Linked DNA regions of Mus musculus: regions 1, 2, 3, 4, 5 and 6 are each linked to region 7. A link is a contact called in public ChIA-PET, HiChIP or PLAC-seq and promoter capture Hi-C data. All regions are on one chromosome and are shown on one strand. Each heading gives the region's core, a stretch centred on a gene start, on an enhancer-like site or on the middle of the called end of the contact. The rest is flanking DNA. Distances are from core to core; before and after follow the strand shown.

Region 1 (2,700 bases), core at 6-2,505, 260 kb after region 7:
CTGCCCGCTGTGAGTCAGGCTGAGCTGTAAAGTCTACACAGAAGCTCCCACAGAACCAGTCTGGTACCCAACCAGCTCTGCCAATCATTCTCCTGCCACCAGGAAAAGCTCCAGTCCCCAGTCAGCAGCAAAGAAGCCCAAGAAGCAACTGCTAAAGCTGTTTCAGGAGCCACTTTACAAGTCTTAAGGGCAGGACTTTTAGTCAATCATATCAGTCAAAAACTCCCAATCCTGGAAACTCCAGTTGGGAGGACGGAGCAATAGAGCCAGGACTGGTCACCCCCCTCCACTACCTTGTCACAACAAGATACTGTCACTGATGGCTGACCTGGGTATGGGTTCTCTCAAACTCAGACTAGCACAACAAGTCTTGCCTTCCAATGGAAGCGTTCCTTTCCATTTCCCCCAGCGATCCAGCCTGGCGGTGCCCACATCCTTTCCAGCATCAGTATCCTGTAGCTGCTTGCCTCACATAGCTTAGGCTGCCTCTCAGAACCCCAGTGAGAAACCCATCAAGGTCTGCAAATGAAACACAAGGTGGTTCTTGGAGAGCCACCTTGGAAACTTAGTGTCCCTTGAGGACACTTACTGAGGCACCGGGGGCAGACAGAGGACCTCTCCCTGTTGGCCTTGGTCTCTAGTACAGGATGAGAACTCTGGGCTGAGCAGAGTGAACAGTCTGTGGGATCCTTGGCCTGGGTGCAGCCCCAGAACTCTTGGAGCCAGAAAATGATTGGCATGAGGATTTGAGACACTGAGACCCACAGGGCTCCAGCTGCTTCCAGGAAGTTTGCTGGCCTATGGTGGCAGATGGTGCACTATAAGGGCCTGGCGGGTCTCTTTAGGGAGGAACAGCCACTGTTCTCTAGTGTGGGGCAGAGGGAGCATTCCTGAGAAAACAGCCCTTAGGATGCTCTTGCCTGCACATCATGGTGGTGAACAGAAGCCCTGCTGACTAGAACCGTGGTCCCCAGGTCTCTACTTCTATGGGTGCTGCTTACCCCTGCCCACTCCATACTCCCAAACACCAACCTCCCTTCCCCTCAGCCACACAGAGACTCATCCCACCCCGCTCGCAGCCACAGCAGACTTGTTGGGCTCAGGCTCTCCCTGATTGCTGGCCACTGGCCTGGCAGACACTGTTACCTGGTAAGGATGGCCATGTAGTCTCTCGGGTGACAGGCTCTCCATGCCTACTCTTCTATCTCCACTCCACATCCAACTCCTGGCTGGATGCGAAGTCCGGCTGTGACTCTGCCTATCCTGGAGGAATTGTGGTTCTATAAACAGGTAACTCCACCCCCAGGTCACTGTCACACAGCATTTCAAATCTTCCTCAGAAGGCTGGCTTAACTAGCAGCTACAGAAACCCCTGGCAAAACACCAGGCCTCGTGGGTGGAGCATCTTTCCTAGAGCTGCAGTTTCAGGAAAGAAGCACCAAGGATGACTAGGAAAGACAGACAGACAGTGGCAGAGGCAGTTCCCCGAGGCAGAGGGCAACAAAGAGGAAACCCTTGTAGGTCAATACCACCTGAGTCAGGCCAGCCCTGGGAAAGAAGCACCAGGCTCCCGAGCTAAGACAAGATGGACCCCTTAGTGCTCAGGAAGCAAGAGTTTAGGCTCTAAGGCGAAAAGCAACTGAGGTGGGGTCTGGGCGCCATGATCACAGCCCCTCACCTCCACTCCTCCTCACTCTCTGCTTCGGCAGATCCTAGGAGTGTAGGGGGCATAGGGGGCTGGCTTGCCTTCCTCCTCTCTTCCCTCCCTCCCTCCCTCCCTCCCTCTCTCCCTCCTTCCCTCCCTCCCTCCCTCCCCTCCCTTTCATCTTTCCTTTCTTCCTTTCACTCTTCTTTCTATCCTTCTTTCCTTCTCCCCTCTCTGTCCTTCCTTCCCTCTCTTCCTTCCTTTTTTCCTCCCTCTCTCCCTCCTTCCCTCCCTCCCTCCCTCCCTCCTTCCCTTCCATCATCCTTTCTTCCTTGGTGTAGATGTGTGTGTGGTGTGCAAGCATGTGTGTATGCATGAGTGAAGGCACAGGCATGTGCACGTACATGTGGCAGCCCGAGGTTGATGTCAGGTGTTTTGATTATTCCCACTTTATTCACTGAACATGGTATTCTTAAGATTTATTTTTATGGCTGGGCAGTGGTGGTGCACGCCTTTAATCCCAGCACTTGGGAGGCAGAGGCAGGCAGATTTCTGAGTTCAAGGCCAGCCTGGTCTACAAAGGGAGTTCCAGGGCAGCCAGGGCTACACAGAGAAACCCTGTCTCGAAAAACCGAAAAAGAAAAAAGATTTATTTTTATTTAAGTGTGTGTGTGTTCTTGTTTGCTGTGGATATGTAGGGAACCATGTGTCTCAGAACCCCTGGTGCTAGACTTACAGGGTAGTTGTGAGCTGTCTGATGTGAGGGGCCAGGAGCCACACTCTGGTCCTCTGAAAGATGTGATGTCTGAGCCATCTCTTCTGCCATGAACACAGATTTTATGTGAGTGTTGGGGACCCAAACTTTGGTACTTTGGTCGTACACTTGTACCACAAATGTCTTATCCACTGGCCTATCTCTGCAAGAGGGTTTCTAGCAGAAGTAAATGGCAGACTGCATAGTCAGAAAGCTCTTTGGTCATTAACACTATAGAAGAAAGCTTCAGAAAGCCACCTGTGTGCTTAGTGTGCACGTAGCACTAAGTGCTCTCCTAAAA
Region 2 (2,700 bases), core at 184-2,683, 430 kb before region 7:
ACAGCCCTGCAGTGTCACCTGAACCCCTGCTTAAGTGAGTTGAGGAGGGACAAGACTGTTTCTGCTGGTTCTTTGGGCAGCCCTTCGGCTTAGCCCAGGCCTCATTGCTTGATATCGCTCCTTTGGATTACTGTTGTCTGTGCATCTGTCTGTCCCTACTCAGTCCTGCACCTCACCATATTCCTCCGTTGACACTCACCTGGACCCCTCAGCTAGCTTCAATACTCTGTGTCTTTCTAAATGAGTTCATCAATATCTAACTGTGGTGACTTTTCCCATTTATATCAGCTCTGTCTGGATGTAGTAAAACCTCACTGAACACAGAGGTTTGTGTAATCCTTTGCAGGCCTTCTGTAGTCTAAGTATATACAGATATACAGTGTGCCTATTCATACACAGAGACATACGGTGCAGTGATGTGTGATCTGATAGTAGCTAACACTCAAAGAACCTGTCTTTGGATGGAGGACATTGTTGCTCACTTGAGATTCAGGACATAACCAGTGTGGTAATTCTGTTACATTGCAATTTGAGGCCAGCCTGGGATACACAAGGTCTCTGTCACCAGCCCAGCTATAAAGGGAAATCAAGGCTGATGGCCAGTTGCAGCCAATAAATCAATGTAGCTTGTGAATTTATTATTATTCAATAGGTTCTAACATTCTAATAATAATAACGAATAATGTAATTATTATTATTATTATTATTTTATTAGCCAATAGATTCAATAGACAACTGTGTTTTGTCTTTGTATGGCATAGCATCCTTATCACAGAGGGAAGCATAGAAATTTGGATTTAATAAATGGCCTAGTGATAACCCCGTCATTTAGGAAGCACTGCTTATCCAGAAGAACGTGTGTCATCACCTGGAAGAGTCACACTATTGCCTTCACTACCTCTCCTGGAAATACCGCTAAAGGATCTCTAAATCCTACAACTGGAACAAACAACAAATGCAGTTTAACATTTTCTCAGGCAGCGGGCAGGCCCTTTTAAGGTGAGGAAAACTACGCTACTGTATTGACCTTTAAACAGCAGGCAACATTCTCTCAAGTGGGTCAAAGTCAGAAGAACTGACACCATGAAATTGTTCCTCTGGGTGTAGTGTTAGTCCGGGTATAAAAATCCTTTAGCCAAGAGAGGAATTACTAGTAACAGTATATTTTTACAGTAACGATAATTTAAAATAGTCATTTGGCCTTGTAGTGCTATCTTACTAAAAAGTGAGACTGCCTCCGTGCGGAATGTTTTTCCTCAAGTGAATTACAACAACCCTTTTCCTCCTTAACTTCAACTGGAGCACTAAGCTCCAACAACAAAAAATAGAACCAGAGAGAGGGATTGATTGAAGTACTTCCCAGCCAATCCGCGATGGAAAAAGAGCGCGCGAGCAAGGTGCTGTCCAATCATCACTCGGAGGCGGGGCGGAGCCTTTCGCGCCTCCGCCCCTGGGTTGGCGGACAGGGGAAGGAGCGAAGATGGCGGAGTGAGGCGTGCCCCGGGCAGCTGGCCTGCGGGCCCGGGGCAGGCCTCCCGTGAGAAGCGGAGTACTTGTGCTGGACCGTGTGAGGTGAGCTGAGAAGTCCGTCTGTCTATCGGGAGACGAGCAGCCGGTGGGGCGGCACAACTCGGGACGGGGTAGCGGCGAGCCTAATGAGGGAGCCGGCGAGGCCTGGGCCTGACAGGGCTTTGCATTCGCAGCCGCGTCCGGTCGGCTCCGCCGCCTCCGGGTATGTGGCCGCGTCCTTCCCTTACCAGCGCTCCACGCCCTTCCTTGCGCCCTTCGCTTTGGCCGCTGCGTGCTTTGCCCTGGTTCTCTGAGTTGCACGTACGCCGGCCGTATCGGGAAGCCGCTGTGTGCACCTCCCTTTTATTTTTCTAAGACTATCTCTGTATTGTTTGACCCTTTACCGAAGGCGTCACCGGTTGAGGTTGACAGGCCTGTTGCAGCTCTGGGCATTTTGTGTCCCTGGCGCGTTGACCTTGAGATTTGCTGTAAGAGGCTCCCTCTGGTATTTTCATTTGAGTATGTGTATTACAGATAGACTCTTGCAGCCTTTACCTCATACTCGCCCCTGCCAAACTTTTATGACCGTAGTAAGCAGCTTTGTCCTTGGACGTCCTGATAATGCCCTTATGGCGCATTAGTTTCGGCAAACGGGTCTCAGTGGAATTCACCTATGTTGATTTCTTACCCAGGATCAAGGGAAACGGCTTACGATGCTTTTCTTTTCGTTTTTTTAGAACTATAGTTCTGGAAGTACTGCTGGAATCTCATTTGTGTAGTTGGTGTACACTGGTGACAGTGTAGTACTAACAAGATATTTATATTTGATTCTTATTTAATTTTATCTCTTTGTAATTGGGAGCCCCCTTACTTTTATTGGTATTCAGCTAAATTCTCGGAAAGTCTTTGCTTCTGAATTCTGGATCGGGGAGACATTTGCTGCGTGTGTTGGTGCTCAGGGCCAGAAATTTACATCTATCAAAACCTTGTTTCAGAAATAAACTGGCATATTAGTGAGAGCCAGTTCAAATGGAAAAATCATAATGTGAGTGAATGTTTGTGATAGATTATATGGTTTTTGTTAGCCCTAGACTTAGCAGAGCTGAAGCAGGAAGCACTTGCTTAGGGGGTGAAAAAAAAACCAAAAAACAAAACCCCTCCCCTTTAGCACAAGTAGTTTTTCTTTTTAAT
Region 3 (2,700 bases), core at 126-2,625, 440 kb after region 7:
CCACTGCCCAGCCTGAGTGCTTTTCTTAAAGGAGGCAAACATGATTGTTTTCTAAAGGGAAAAAGGAAAGAAAAGGATCAGCTGGTTGATATATAACAAGAGTGAAAGGTAGACTGCACTGGAATTGGACTAGGGAAAGCCTGAGGTGCATGCACACACACACACACACACACACACACACACACTGCTCCTGCCATTCTCTATGGCCTAACAGCCACTGAAGCTGTGAAATACTTGAGACCAGTAACCTTTTGGGAAAGGGCAGACTTGCTCTGCATCCTGTCTTGAAGTGGCAGTGCTGAGCCAGCTTGCCAGTGTTAGAAAGCTCTGGAATGGAGAAAAACAAAGTGAGAGAAAATGCCCAGGCTTCACTGAGCTCTGGAGTGGGGGAGACAGAGGAGGAGACCCTGCCACTGAGAGGCTGTGGGTTGAAGACCTGTGTGAGTCTCCATGGATGCCCCAGGACCTCTCACACTTGGGAAGCATCCTGGCCACTCCACAGTGCCACTCAGTACAGCATGAAAACTGCTATTAAACACTCCATGTAAGTCCAGGAGCAAAATGTTGAAGAACAACTGTCAAAGGTCTGAGGTAGTTGGCTTTCCTCCTGACATGAAGAGTCAGAAGGGCAAAGGAGTTCTCCTTCCACACACACATGCTGTAATTTCCATATTGGAAAGCTTTTCATGTCTAGCGGGAAGTCATCTGGTTACAACCCAGACAACAGTAAAGGTATCCAGTGGTGTCCTCTGTTCCTCGGTTGTCACCCTATCTCTGGTTGCTTTATCAGATAGTCACAAAACGCTTGGGCAGGGGTTTATCCAGCTCAGGCCATTAGAGTCCTCAACTGCACAGCCAAGCCTCATTATCTAGATTCTATACTTGTTATTCTCCTACTTAAATTCATTGGTAACTTCCAAATCAATGCTGTGCTTCTGTGAATATTTGTGGACTTGCTCAGGACTCTGAAAACCTCAAGTCACCAGACATACTGGTTCCCAGCTGAGATCAAACAGTAGCCAACACATCTGCATCCTTAAGGAAGGGCTTTCTCCTGATTCCAGGAGGCCTCTGGGCTCTTCTGGGGCTCCACAGCCTCTAAAGTGAAGTCTATAATGGAGATGTCTTCCCAGCCTGGGGTCACTTAGTCAGTACTACTCAATTCTAAAATGAAGAAACACTAGGCTATATCAAAACAACAATTGTCCCCACATCATTGTGAGCAGATTTAGAGACAGCTGGACTCCAGGAGAACCTAGTCTACATAGAGGGACACCCAGCCCCAGACTACAAGCTTAACCACATAGCTTATTTCCCAGTGAAATTACCTTCCCAATGAAAGTGGGTTAGCAGGAGGTCTCTGCTTCCGATCTGTTATAGAATGTCTGCTGCCTTCTGTCAGACAGTTGAAAGGGAAGTTGGGTACCACACTAGCCACAAGAAGGAAGAACTAGGCCACAGTACACAGTAGTTTGAGACAGGATTTGAACAAGCAGACCTGGTGGGAAGCCTGGTCTGCTGCTAGCAGCAAGTCAGGAAAACGATCCAAGTTTCACTTTGCTTTTCCATAAAGGAGCTAAATGTACTCTCTGCTTAGCACGATACTGTGTGATGTCCCTAAAGTCCTAGCTCAGTGGTTCTCCACCTTCCTAATGCTTTGACCCAGTTCCTCATGTTGTGATGACCCCCAACCACACAATTATTCCCATTGCTACTCCATAACTGTAATTTTGCTACTGTTATGAATCATAATGATATCTGATATTTCCGATGGTTTAGGTGATCCCAAAGGGGTCTCACCCCACAAACTGAGAACCATTGTCTTAGATGCCTACAGTAAGGCAGTAATAGCCATTAACAAGAAAGCCCAGGACACAGGTTTTGAAACAAGGGGAACCAGAACTGTGCCCACCACTAAACCACGTGACTGACTACTCCTGGGTCTCAGCTTCCTCATCTGTAAAAAGCAAATGAAAACGCCAGCTTTCACTGAGTTCTGGAAGGATAAAACAGGATACTGCATCCAACATGTGCACACGTGCACACATGCACACACGCGCGCGCGCACACACACACACACACACACACACACACACACACGTAGCACAGTCAGTAAGTGGTGCTGGTGGTAACTGAAATGCTAATACTAACTTAGATGCTTGTTCTGGCTGCAGAGAATCACAGTAGCACCAAACCATCAACCCAGGACAGCAGAGGGTAGGGGAGGCTGCAACTGTTTTGGTGAAAGTGAAGGTTCTAGAAATAACAGTTAGGATTGCCTCAGCTCCTCCTGAGGGTCATGACAGGGACAGAGCTCCAGGGACCACAGTGAATACGTTGACATGACTTGGCAGGATAATGTAGAAAATGAGAAAGGCAGGGACAGAAATGACCAAGAAACCATGAAAAGATGCATTTGCCTTATAAAAAAGCCACAAATGCTTTCTGCACATTTGTATCGTTCTTTTTTAAATTACTATTTTATCCCTCCTCCTCTTCCTCTTCCTCTTCCTCCTCCTCCTCCTCCTCTTCCTCCTCCTTCTCCTCCTTCTCCTCCTTCTCCCGACTTTGAGATAGGCTGGCCTGGAACACACAGGTTTGCCTGCTTCTGCTTTCTGAGTGCTGGGGTTAAAGGTGTGAGCTATCAAGTCTTTTTTATTTATTATTATTTAGTGTGCATCTGTACATGAATCACATGTG
Region 4 (2,700 bases), core at 2-2,501, 270 kb before region 7:
ACAATCGAAGTGACTGACACTAGACTTCTCTGCGGAATGTTTTAAGATAACTTCCCTGGTCTGTAGAACCTCAGCCTAAGAGGTGATTGCCACCCTCTTCCTGCTGGGCACTTACAGATACTGGCCTGTGTCTGGCACCCGCCACAGCTGCACGCCTTTGAGCGGCCCGGCAGCCCCCACTGTCACCATCACGCTGCTTCCTGTGTATGCCCCATCGCACTGTGTTTGTGTGGGTCCGCTCCTGCCGCTGGCGCCACAGGTGTTAAACACCCAAGGCCCCCGTGTGCCTAGGTACAAAGGGAGAAGGAAAAAGTTCCTCTCCAGGCCTAGGGATCTGGAGATGGTGAACCAAGAAAAGGGAGGAGCCTGAAACTCACCTAGAGGATTTGGGAGGGAAGCTGGCTCCAATTTACTGGGTGTGGGGGTGACTTTCTGCTCCTGGGAATTGAGTACCAGCACCGGCAAAAGCGAAGGTGTTAGAAAAGGTGTCTGGAACTCCGAGTTGGAGCAAAGAATAGTTCCTGAAAGGTGACAGGAAGAAGGGTTAGATGATGCAGAATGTGACAGGGGAGACATAAGAGATGGATAGCCACTCAGCAGTACCCTGCTTCCAGCCACACCCCGAATGCCGCCCAGCTGGTGCATACAGAGGCTGAAGCTAGACACCTACCACCCAACCGGGTTTCCCAAGCCTTGCAAGGTGTCTACATATATCATGACATATACATATATCTACATATATACATATATATATATATACATATATATATATATATATATATACATATATGTCTACATATATCATTCCAGAGCTCTCATGGAGTGACTTGGGGGCTGCACCGCTCTCTGTTGTACAGCACCCCACCACCTCTCCTCTCTCTAGCTTCCTCCCAAGTAGTGCCAAGGCCCCATCTGATTCTTAGATTCGGACGTGCTCCGCACCTTTCTTGCTGTACTCTAAAAGCACAAGGCCACCTTAGAAGGAACCATTGAGACCTGGTCTGTTGCTAATGCAGCCCCAAATCTAGTTGTCTCTGGTTGGCTGGTACCCTGACCACCAAACAGCACTTACCAGCAGCTCCCAGCCACAGCAGCAGCCGGTGGGAGCAGCCCATCGCCCAATCCCTTGGTTCCAGCAAAGGATGATGGTTGAGAACTCGATTCCCTAGCTGCAGTTTATAGGCGTGTCAGCAGTCTCAGAGCTATCACCACTACCCTGCCGACTTCCAACTGGCCTGTATACACTCACGTCAGACCCGGGAAATAGAAGGAAAAGGCGGAGCATGAGGACAGCGAGGTCCCCAGGCTTCTGGGAGGAGCCTTGCTGAGCTGAAGGGCTCTAGTCCCCACCTATGGCACACCAACAAACTAGTGAGTTCCTGGTAGGAGAAAAAGTTGACTCTACATTATACCTTTGTGATAGGCTGGACAGCACCTAGTACATGGCAGTAGCTTTTGTGGGTCTCAGGATAGCATCAATAGTGAATGGCTTTATTGGTGTCAGTGTTAGTTTAAGTGCATGATCACACATGGGAAGTATGTAGAGCCTCCAAAAATCCACCTGCCTCTGCCTCCTGGGTGATGGCGACTAAACTGTCCCCCATAAGGCATTATTGCTTGCCATTGCTGTGTCCCTTTCTGACCATGAGGCAGGACATCCCAGTACCTCAGAATCATGACTTTCTGAGTTTGTTGCACACTGTTCCTGTGGACAATTTCTTACTGCCATGACTGGATAAGGTGTTGAAAAATGTGGACAGTGTTGCTCACATTTGTAACCCAGCACCTGCCAAGTGGAGATGGGACCCCAAGTTCAGTGTTATCTTCTGCTTTCAAACTGGATGCCAGCCTGGACTTACATGAGACTTCCTCTCAAAAAGCTAATAGATATGTTAAAAAGATGTCAGAAGCCGGGTGGTGGTGGCGCATGCCTATGATCCCAGCACTTGGGAGGCAGAGGCAGATTTCTGAGTTCGAGGCCAGCCTGGTCTACAAAGTGAGTGCCAAGACAGCCAGGGGTACACAGAGAAACCCTGTCTCTGAAAGAGAAAAAAAAAAAAAAAGATGTCAGAAGATTCAAGTGCTAGCATTCCCAGGCAATGCAGAGTGGCTCAGCCACAGGCCACCAACTGCAAAATCACATGGAAGGATAGTTTTGTGTATTGTGTCCTTTATCTTTTGTTCAAAATGCTAATGTTAAGCCAGGCATGGTGGCTCATGCCTGTAATTCCTGCACTTGGAAGGCTGAAGCAGCAGGATTGCTATGAGTCCCCTCAAAACAAAAACAAAATCTTCCTACCAGAATAAATCTTTTGCAAAGGATCTCAGCTATCTGTAGAAGAGTGCAAATTTCTTTTTTTTAATTAATTTATTTGTTCAGCGCCCCACCCCCAGCCTCTCCCCTCAAGGTTCCTAATTTCTAATCCATGGGTATAAACCACCCAGGAGGCTAAAATCCCACCAGGGTCATTAGCACTGCACAAATAATGGTCTTGTGGGTTGCCTGACTCCCTGCCCTCTGCCGGCCTCCAAGGGGGAAAGCAAAGGTTACAGGAGGAGTTTCTTTGGGAGGAGGCAACTAAGGGAAGAACCATCCCAATAAACACATACTGGACTTAAAAAAACCCAAAAAACTAAGTCAATGACTGAAGCCTAAACGCTAAAGATGTTTTTACTTCTAAAAACTGAAGCTGGGCCTAT
Region 5 (2,700 bases), core at 32-2,531, 350 kb before region 7:
TGAAACTTGATTTGTAGACAGGCTGGCCTGGAATGCAGAGATCTGCCCACCTCTGCCTTTCAAGTCCTGAGATTAAAGGCATGGGCCACCATTGCCTGGTATTTATTTATATATTGATTGATCGACTAAGACAGGGTCTTAGCCTTGGACTCATTATGCAGACTTAGGCAGGCCTTGAACTTGTGTTCCTTATGTTCTTCCTGTCTTAACCTTCCAAGTATCTAAAAATATGGGTTTATAATTACCACACCTGGCAAGGGATGTGATGTGTACTGTAGTTGAGCTGAGAAAAATAACTTAGAGAGTCAAAGTGGGATAGTAAGAAAGCAAGACCTCATCAACTTAGTCGAGAAAGATTTGAATTCTAAAGTTGTCTATCAGAATGAGTGAACCAGTGCGTTCTAAGACTTGAGAACAACTTCAAATTGTAACTGTTAATACTCCCTAATATAAACCCTGCTGCACATAAATAATATATAAAAATGCATTCCCAGCGTTGACCTTTTTGTCAGATGACTTCAAATTCAACGACATAAAACATTTCCTATACAGCCCTCTTCCCTTCCAAACCTCTGTCATATTTTCTTGACAAAGCTCACACTCATCTTCCTAAATCAGAATCTGAAACCTCTGCCTCCTCTGCGCCCCAACTAGCAAATAATTCAGAACCCATCTATTTCTCTATTCTCATTCTCTTCCAGTGTTGAAGTCACTGTCGTTCCTTACCAAAGACCCAGGACACTCAAGCGAGTTTGAAACTACTTAGCATAGCTCATTAAATTACTGCTTTCTTCCCGGGCCACCTCTCTGCTCATCCCACACCCCGACACCTGGTCCTTCCCTACAATGAATCTGAGTTCTCCGATTATCGCTGGAATAGTCTTCCCTAGTTTTTGGGTCGCATTTAGGCTGTCACTAATAACAGCCCAGGCAGGCGGACTCTGGCTCCTCCACCCAAGCTCTCAGCAATTTCCAGGGGCTGTCGACTATGCGGGTGGTCCCTGAGGCCGCATTCCAGGGCTGGAGATGGATGAGTTTCCTCAGAGTGGACCCTGGTCCGGAGGCTCAAATTCGCTTCAAGTAGGGAACTCCTGGGCAGCCTACAACTCCAACACTGCAGAAGCTTCCGGACAGCTAGATCAGGGAGCGTTGGTCCGGAACCCTCGGGCGCGTGGCTCCGCCCCTCGCGCTGCGTCGGAGGTGGGGCGGGGCGGGGCGCCAGGCGCCGGCGAACGGCGTGCGCCAGGCGGGGGGCGGGGCTAGGGGCGGAGCGGAGCGCGCATGCGCGGTCGCCTTTGTGTGGGTCGAGCGGCGGCGGTGGCGGCGGCGGTGGCGGCGGCGGCAGTGGCGGTCCCACTGGCAGGCGGGCAAGAGGGGAGTCAGGGCGGCGTCCGGCGTGGAAGCCGGGGGACCACCATGGTAAAGAAGCGGAAAGGCCGTGTCGTGATCGACTCGGATACGGAAGACAGCGGCAGTGACGAGAACCTGGATCAGGTGAGGGCAGGCCGCGGAGGCGCGGGCCGGCAGAGCGGGAGGGCTCAGTCCTGGCCACGGGAGCTGGGAGTCGCCCGGCCCGAGCGCCCGGCCAGCCTGGTGTCCGTCCCGCTACTGTAGTCCCTTCCTGTCTCCCCGCTGAATCTTAGGCCCTTGGAGCCCGGGCCAGGCCTGGAGACAGAGCCCCGAGGACTTGGCGCCTTGGGCCGGGAGGCGGGGCAGGGAATTGGGCTGATGGGCCTCGGGGTTTGGGGTACTGAAGGGGGCCGCTGTCTGCTTGGGCCGGATCGGGACGTCATGACTGCAGGCAGGGAGATTCGGGCTGGGCGAGATAGGAAGTATCGCCCGCCAACCCCAATGGCTGAGAGATTTTGGAGGAGGTGCAAGGGTGAGCATGGGGCGGTGGGAGGGAAAATTTGTCTAGAAGGTGTGGACTCTGGAAGGTGAAGTTTTTCAGACCAGGCATGTGGACATAGGAGAGACACCCATACATGTCCCGAAGAGCTTTCGTGGTGCTTGGGGTGGGGGGGAGACTATGATCATTTACGGTCGAAATGGGTTCTCGTTGGGATGTCTGACAAAAAACTCTTTGGAGGAGGAGAGAGGGCAGATAACTGGAAGTTTGAATTGTAGGGCAGCAGAGAGAGACTGTGTTCCAAGCGCTCAGCCTCTTTTATGCAGCAGCATAGAATTCTTTTTCACTTGAAGATCTGAGAAGTACTGAAAGTAACTTGTGGCTTTAGCGTCTTGGAGTACCCGGCATTGCTTCTGTACTTTAAAAAAACACTGCAGGGAGGAAGCTGTTTGTGTAGTAGTACTCTGATGGTATCAGGAGATGATTTCCTCCATGTTTCATGAGTAAATGACATAAAGGAAGGGTAGGAAGCTTTATAAATGGAGTAGATTGAGTACTAAACTCAGAATCTGTAATTCTGATTCCTAATTTCTTTCTAGCCATTTACCTTTGGTTTCCACTGTAAAATGGACATATAATATCAGCCTCATGTATTGAATTGGACAGTTGCATAAAACAAATGTTTATAATAAAAAATGTTGGTATAAACTACAAAGTATTTGTATAAAAGGCTTCTTGGGAGTCCTTAGTAATAGACTAGAGGTCTCAGGTTTAATTAGGACTTGAAAAGGGAGGGCTTGCCTGGTCTACAAAATGAGTCCAGGACAGAGAAACCCTGTCTCAAACAAACA
Region 6 (2,700 bases), core at 108-2,607, 330 kb after region 7:
TTCCTGTCCATAGTAGAGAGAACGGTACAGGTGGGTATCCAGAACATATTTAATGAAACAAAAGAGAAATGAACCCCTCCATGTATTATTCTCTATTGAGAGCACTTTCCTCCAGGAAATGAGGTTTTCTTGAGATGGCTGTAGGAAATTGGGTTCTATTCTCTCCCTAATTCAAAGGACTACATCAGTTTACATTGGAGGTACTATTTTACAGAGGCTAGGGGCTGCTCAAAGAAGAGCACAGGGAAAAAAAAAAAAAAAAGATGTGAATCCCTCTAAGGAGGCCACAAAGAACCTGCAAGGATGCCTGGGAAGCGCTAGCAACAGATGCTCGGCACACTGGTCACCATCAACATTTCCTTGTGGTCCATCGTGGTGCCTTCCTTAGGGTAAACTCTACGTACAGATTCTGAACTTTACCTTTGTATGGGCCCTTGATGTTTCTTGATATTTAGGGCATGGACATTAACAGAAAAGACTGAATTATTTTTACGTAGCCTGTTATGGGTAATAACGATGCATAGAAAAGCACTCGATGTAGCCTGAGAGCCAAGATTTACGTTCTTGAACTCCAGAAAACATGAAGGATGCTGACCTTGCTTTCTGCATTGGTCAATCCCAAGAAAAAGTATACAAGGTCGCATGGGTCAGGTTTCACAGCAATCTGTTATGATGCTCTTCCACTTCAGTCAGGTAACTTGGGCACCTCACGACATAAGGTAGTTATATGAGCTAACTACTAAAAGGAAAAATAAACTAAGTGAACACTAAATGCTCTGAAGCATACGGTGCTAACATTGTCTGTCACCTAGAACACACCGCAATCATTTAACAAGGTGAAGCACCTGGCAGGCTTTGCCCTTTTCACTCAAGACTTCTTGGGAACCGAAATGGGCCCCAACAGAGCACATTAATAATGTGAGCTCAGCCTCCAACTGCATAGCGCACAAGAGAGAGCGCGGAGCGTCCACAAATGGACTGTCCTTAGCAATCACGCAAGCCGCCCGGGGTCCAGTCACGTCCGCCCTCTCTGACAGCCTGCGTCCGCAGCCCACCCACAGGGTCAGACGCCTTGCCTCTCTATAGCTCGGCGTGAGGGGCCGCTGCCTCCCTGACCCGAGGCCCCGCGGCTCACCCCAGGCAGCCAGGCAGTCGATCTGCAGGGGAAGCTTTTCCAGGATCGGCACCGGCTCGAAAGCGTCATGCATGGCTGCGGGAGCTTCACCGCCACTGTCCCGCCCCTGCTGCTGGGAGGAGCCTGCCGTCCGAAAACAGGGAAGACTCGTATTCCACCAGGGACCCCTGCTACAGGGCCTTCAGCAACAACTCCATCCTCGCCGCCGGACTTCCTGTTGCCTTAAGCCCGCCCCTTCCGCAGCAGAAGCTCCGCCCCCAACCCGAGTTCACATCCATACCAGCTGCTCAGAGTCCCTTGGTGTTTGTGGTGGTAGAAGAGAAACTGATCTTTTTTTTTTTTTTTTTAAAGATTTATTTATTTGTTTTATTTATATGAGTACACTATAGCTGTCTTTAGACACACCAGAAGAGGGCATCAGACCCCATTACAGATGGTTGTGAGCCACCATGTGGTTGCTGGGAATTGAACTCAGGACCTTTGGAAGTGCAGTCAGTGCTCTTAACCACTGAACCATCTCGCCAGCCCGAGAAACTGATTTTAGGCAGTCAACTTAGTGAAGACCTCGCGATAAAGAGGAATTTAGCTCACTGGGCTGCGTGTCAGGAGAGATGGCAGCCTGACATCCCAGGACGCAGGAGGTTCAGAGTTATCTTCAGTACGTATCAAGTTTGAAGCCAGCCTAGGATACATGAGGCCCTGTCTCAAAAACCAGCCCTCCCAACCACGGAGGAAAAAGGAACTTCTGCCTTGGCGTCAGTCTTGGGTTGGAGATATACCACTTAGGAAATTTGGCTTTTCTTTTTCTTTGGAAATAGATTGTTGCAGGCCTTACTTTCATACTCTGCAAAACCTTCTTCAAAATAAGATTGCTTAGAATCGTGAACATCTGTCAAGTCTGACACACTCTAGCCAGTCAATAGATTGCTTCAGTACCATCATTACATTTCAGCTAATTCTTAGTTGTACCTTAGGTTTACATTGTTAAAGCTGTAGACCAGTGATTCTCTCCTAGTGCCTAGTCAAGCAAGTTTTGAAAAATTCAGGCTCAGACCTCATTCCAACTTTACTCAAACTTTGGAGAGTAGTATGAACTCAAGTAAGTTCATACACTTGAACAGGAAAGCCATTATAGGCTAATGTTCCTTAGCCCGGGCATAATCCCCTAGGGATTGCATACGGGACTGTTATGTGTGCACTGGAGGATGTTGGGAAGCAACCTCAGAATCTACCTGCAAGAGATGTTAGAGAAGCCCGCCCAAAGGTCAGATACATTAATGAAGATGCAATCTGGTAAGCACTTCTGGCGAGCCACTGTTACTGACCAATGTTTCAGGTCAGAGGTCAGATAGATGTCTTCCTCAGCTGTTTTCCACATTATGAGAAATGGCCTGTGTTTTTGTTTGCTCGTTTCTGAGACATATCCACCCCTTTTACAACTAGCCAGCCTAGCTCACTGGCAAGCCAGTAAGCTCCAGGGACCCACCTGTCTCTAGTCTCAGTGTTAAGGGCACTAGCTTTGTCACATGGATGACACGGATCCAAACGAACCCGGATCCTCATGC
Region 7 (2,700 bases), core at 59-2,558:
GAAACCTGTATTGGGAGTACCCTTATGGTTTACAGGGCACTGGCCCACCTTCCTAGAACCTTGGCCACACACACACACACACACACACACACACACACACACACACACACACACACACACACACACACACACACACACAAATCATATGCACAGTTGAGTGCTCATTTTAGAACACTTGCCTGGCTGGTATGCACCTGGTTTCCTCACATTTTTGCCTCAGCGTCACTAGCCTGGATTAATTGGAATTCTGATCCAGAAACACAAAAAGGGATGGGTACACTAAACACAAAAAGGGATGGATACACTAGACTGAAATTCTGGAGTTGTGGTGTCCACAGCCAGGCTGACCGGAGATGGCCTATGGGTCACCTGGCTCATGGAGGAGGCTCTTTTCAAAGGCAGTATTGAGTGCCCAGAAATACTGGACACTGGAGATTGTGGAATGAAGGCACTGGGCAAGAGACCACTGGAAAAGTAATAGCCGGACAGGTAGGTGGCAGAGGTAGGGATAGAGTTAAGGTAACGGTTAGAGAGTAGCAAAAAGAGAGAGAAGCTGTATGTTGGAAGAAGTGGTGAGGTGGTTGCAGAATTGGAGTGAGTATGTCTTTGGGCCTGGGCCCTCCTTTCCTCTGCATCAGGGAAGGCAGAGTAGTGACATTTCACCAGGTTTAGATAACACAAACCTGTCGAAACCTCAACGCCACTTCCCAGCTCTGAATGCAGAGGCTAGCAGGAAACTAGGTTTAATGGGTGCTTAGCTTTGTTGGTTCAACCTGAGTGTTGAGTATACCCAAACCATGTGAATACCCAAACCATGTGTTCCCATTTTTCTACCACACGCATAGTCAAACTCCTAGCCCAAAGAACCGAAGCCACTTGAGGTGGGCCCCTTGGCAGTGTGGGGGTTAGAAGTCGGCCCACTGCCCTGACCTCCACCAGGTTTTAGAGGTCTTTATGCCAGCCTGCCCTTCTAGAGAAAGCGCCACTACCCTGCATGGGTGGGGTCTTGTGGCCTGTGGCACTTTGTCCTCTTCTGCATGTCTGAGGCCACTGGCAATTGCTGCCCATGTCCAGATTTGTCCTATCCCAGTTTTGAAAGCCCCTTATTTATAACTTTTATACTGTGGCGCCTGTCTCCTCCCCGGCTGTACGGGGTGGGACTGTTTTAACGTTTCGTTTGTACGGATGTATGAAATTGTCAATAAACACAATCATTTGTTAACCTGCTAGCAAATTCTGAGAAGAGCGCCGCTTGTTGCACCTCCTAGAGGGCGGAAACGGGGGCGGGGCTGCGATCCTGGAGCGGAAATAGGGGCGGGTTCTTGTCCCGCGGCCGTCATGGCGGAGGCGGCTCTGGAGGCAGTTCGGAGGGCGTTGCAAGAGTTCCCGGCGGCGGCTCGCGGTGAGTGCACTCTCACAGGCAGCAGCGACCGCGCGAGGACAGCGCGGAGGGAGCCTGGGCACCCTGGAACTCAGTGTGCATGAGTGTCCGACCGGTGGCCACACAGTTTTGTGTGTACCCTTCTTTAGCTGGCGGACGGCTCCTTAGCTCAGGATCGCACGCCTGGCTGCCTTCGTGGGGTGCAGTTGTAGTTTTCAAGACCCAGCACAGCTCTGACGGTAGTCATGGTGCCATTCTCAAAGCCAGCGGGGTGCTGAGTCCCCGTGCGCTGCCATGCTATACTTTCACCTCAAACATCTCGGATGCTGGTGGGTTCTGAGGAGAGAAGCAGGCGACTTCCCTCGTTCATTCAGACTCCAAGCTTTGAGGATTGTAGGCAGCCGCCCAGTTGATCTTGTGTGTTTCCTTTCTTCTTCCTCTGGTCCTCACTACCCCATCATTAAACAAGCTGGAGAGATGGCTAAGTGGGTAGGTAAAGCTCTTAAGCACATGATGATCTGGGGTCACATCCCCAGCACTAACAGAAAACACTGGGTGTGGTGATGGTGGACTTCTGATGGGATTCCAGAGGTGGGAGGGAAAGGCAGGAGGACCCCAGGGGCTCCCTGGCCTGCCAGCTTAGCAACTGCTGAGCTCCAGGTTCAGTGACTTTGACTCAGAAAATAAAGTGGAGAATGGTATACACCTAATGTCAACGGCCTCCACACATGCATACACAGGCACACACCACACATGCGCACACCCACACACAGAGGGAGAGCAATTGATCAAGCACAATTTTGTCAATTTACCGGCTGTGTCACACACAGGTGGTTAGAGCAGTATTCTCAACCTATGAGGTCGAGACCCCAGAGCAGTCGCATGTCAGATATCCTGAACATCAGACATTTATCTTGTGACTCATAACTAGTAAAATCACAGTTATGAAGTAGCAACGAAATGATGTTACAGCCTAGGGTCACCACAACATGAGGAACTGTCTTAAAGGGTAGAGCATTAGGAAGCACTGCCCTGGAGGACGGTTGATGGGTCAGCTAAACCCTCAGAGCGGGTGTGCCTGCTATATCCAGGAAGCAGTGTGGACTGAGCTTGGAGCAGACTTTGTGTTTATGTTTATTTTTGTCAGTCAAATTCTTAACAGAATTGCTGGGTCAAAGGAATTGTTTGAAGTTCATTTTGAAGCTTTAGGGGAGAAAAACACCCACCCTCTAAAGGAAATGGTGAGCAAATAAAACCAGCATAATTATAGAAAACCCAAAGGCTGGAAAAGGGCAGGTTCAGGTCAGGTGATGGTGGCC

What was found. Promoter capture Hi-C pulls out the DNA fragments that hold promoters and counts their contacts. ChIA-PET counts read pairs in DNA pulled down with a chosen protein or histone mark. HiChIP or PLAC-seq counts read pairs in DNA pulled down with a chosen protein or histone mark.
Region 1: a contact with region 7 is called in an H3K27ac HiChIP or PLAC-seq map of embryonic stem cells, with 4 times the contacts expected there. The contact joins the promoter of Pla2g4d here to the promoter of Jmjd7 in region 7. A contact is called at or near these places in 3 of 39 promoter capture datasets (the 3T3-L1 cell line and hippocampal neurons), 1 of 484 Hi-C or Micro-C datasets (bone marrow-derived macrophages), 3 of 115 datasets of contacts at active chromatin or transcription factors (embryonic stem cells, forebrain and stem cell-derived neural progenitor cells) and 3 of 9 other capture datasets (adipose tissue, liver and macrophages).
Region 2: a contact with region 7 is called in an RNA polymerase II ChIA-PET map of memory CD8 T cells, with 9 read pairs. The contact joins the promoter of Oip5os1 here to the promoter of Jmjd7 in region 7. A contact is called at or near these places in 2 of 39 promoter capture datasets (hippocampal neurons and pre-B cells), 1 of 15 datasets of contacts at CTCF or cohesin (the NIH/3T3 cell line), 1 of 484 Hi-C or Micro-C datasets (CD8 T cells), 2 of 115 datasets of contacts at active chromatin or transcription factors (large pre-B cells and memory CD8 T cells) and 1 of 9 other capture datasets (pancreatic islet).
Region 3: an H3K4me3 HiChIP or PLAC-seq map of bone marrow-derived macrophages shows a contact between it and region 7, with 7 times the contacts expected there. The contact joins the promoter of 4931402G19Rik here to the promoter of Jmjd7 in region 7. A contact is called at or near these places in 1 of 115 datasets of contacts at active chromatin or transcription factors (bone marrow-derived macrophages) and 2 of 9 other capture datasets (liver and pancreatic islet).
Region 4: a contact with region 7 is called in a promoter capture Hi-C map of hippocampal neurons, with 2.6 times the contacts expected there. The contact joins the promoter of Ltk here to the promoter of Jmjd7 in region 7. A contact is called at or near these places in 4 of 39 promoter capture datasets (embryonic stem cells, hippocampal neurons and stem cell-derived epiblast-like cells), 3 of 484 Hi-C or Micro-C datasets (cerebellum, frontal cortex and ventral hippocampal neurons), 9 of 115 datasets of contacts at active chromatin or transcription factors (embryonic forebrain, embryonic hindbrain, embryonic stem cells and 3 more) and 2 of 9 other capture datasets (embryonic stem cells and liver).
Region 5: a promoter capture Hi-C map of pre-B cells shows a contact between it and region 7, with 2.0 times the contacts expected there. The contact joins the promoter of Rtf1 here to the promoter of Jmjd7 in region 7. A contact is called at or near these places in 4 of 39 promoter capture datasets (erythroid cells, hippocampal neurons, neural stem cells and 1 more), 3 of 484 Hi-C or Micro-C datasets (CD4 T cells, CD8 T cells and double positive thymocytes), 6 of 115 datasets of contacts at active chromatin or transcription factors (embryonic limb bud, embryonic stem cells, large pre-B cells and 2 more) and 1 of 9 other capture datasets (liver).
Region 6: an H3K4me3 HiChIP or PLAC-seq map of bone marrow-derived macrophages shows a contact between it and region 7, with 2.9 times the contacts expected there. The contact joins the promoter of Vps39 here to the promoter of Jmjd7 in region 7. A contact is called at or near these places in 1 of 39 promoter capture datasets (macrophages), 2 of 115 datasets of contacts at active chromatin or transcription factors (bone marrow-derived macrophages and pancreatic cancer cells) and 1 of 9 other capture datasets (adipose tissue).

What each region holds. Positions count from the first base shown.
Region 1 is chr2:120,287,814-120,290,513 of GRCm38.p6, forward strand. It overlaps Pla2g4d (phospholipase A2, group IVD), which reads right to left and starts at 1,256. Exons shown (of 20, transcript NM_001024137.1): 1 at 1,147-1,256. The coding sequence starts at 1,218.
Region 2 is chr2:119,592,863-119,595,562 of GRCm38.p6, forward strand. It overlaps Oip5os1 (Opa interacting protein 5, opposite strand 1), which reads left to right and starts at 1,434. Exons shown (of 3, transcript NR_027832.1): 1 at 1,434-1,572.
Region 3 is chr2:120,467,992-120,470,691 of GRCm38.p6, forward strand. 4931402G19Rik (RIKEN cDNA 4931402G19 gene) reads right to left here and starts at 1,376. Exons shown (of 5, transcript NR_040608.1): 1 at 1,329-1,376. The region is part of intron 1 of Capn3 (calpain 3); the gene reads left to right.
Region 4 is chr2:119,759,180-119,761,879 of GRCm38.p6, forward strand. It overlaps Ltk (leukocyte tyrosine kinase), which reads right to left and starts at 1,252. Exons shown (of 20, transcript NM_203345.2): 1 at 1,073-1,252; 2 at 378-521; 3 at 116-287. The coding sequence starts at 1,115.
Region 5 is chr2:119,673,787-119,676,486 of GRCm38.p6, forward strand. It overlaps Rtf1 (RTF1, Paf1/RNA polymerase II complex component), which reads left to right and starts at 1,282. Exons shown (of 18, transcript NM_030112.2): 1 at 1,282-1,494. The coding sequence starts at 1,282.
Region 6 is chr2:120,351,780-120,354,479 of GRCm38.p6, forward strand. Vps39 (VPS39 HOPS complex subunit) reads right to left here and starts at 1,358. Exons shown (of 25, transcript NM_178851.4): 1 at 1,136-1,358. The coding sequence starts at 1,208.
Region 7 is chr2:120,026,175-120,028,874 of GRCm38.p6, forward strand. It overlaps Jmjd7 (jumonji domain containing 7), which reads left to right and starts at 1,309. Exons shown (of 8, transcript NM_001114637.1): 1 at 1,309-1,402. The coding sequence starts at 1,339. Mapkbp1 (mitogen-activated protein kinase binding protein 1) reads left to right here. Exons shown (of 30, transcript NM_011941.3): 30 at 1-1,229. It overlaps Gm28042 (predicted gene, 28042), which reads left to right and starts at 1,309. Exons shown (of 27, transcript NR_104353.1): 1 at 1,309-1,402.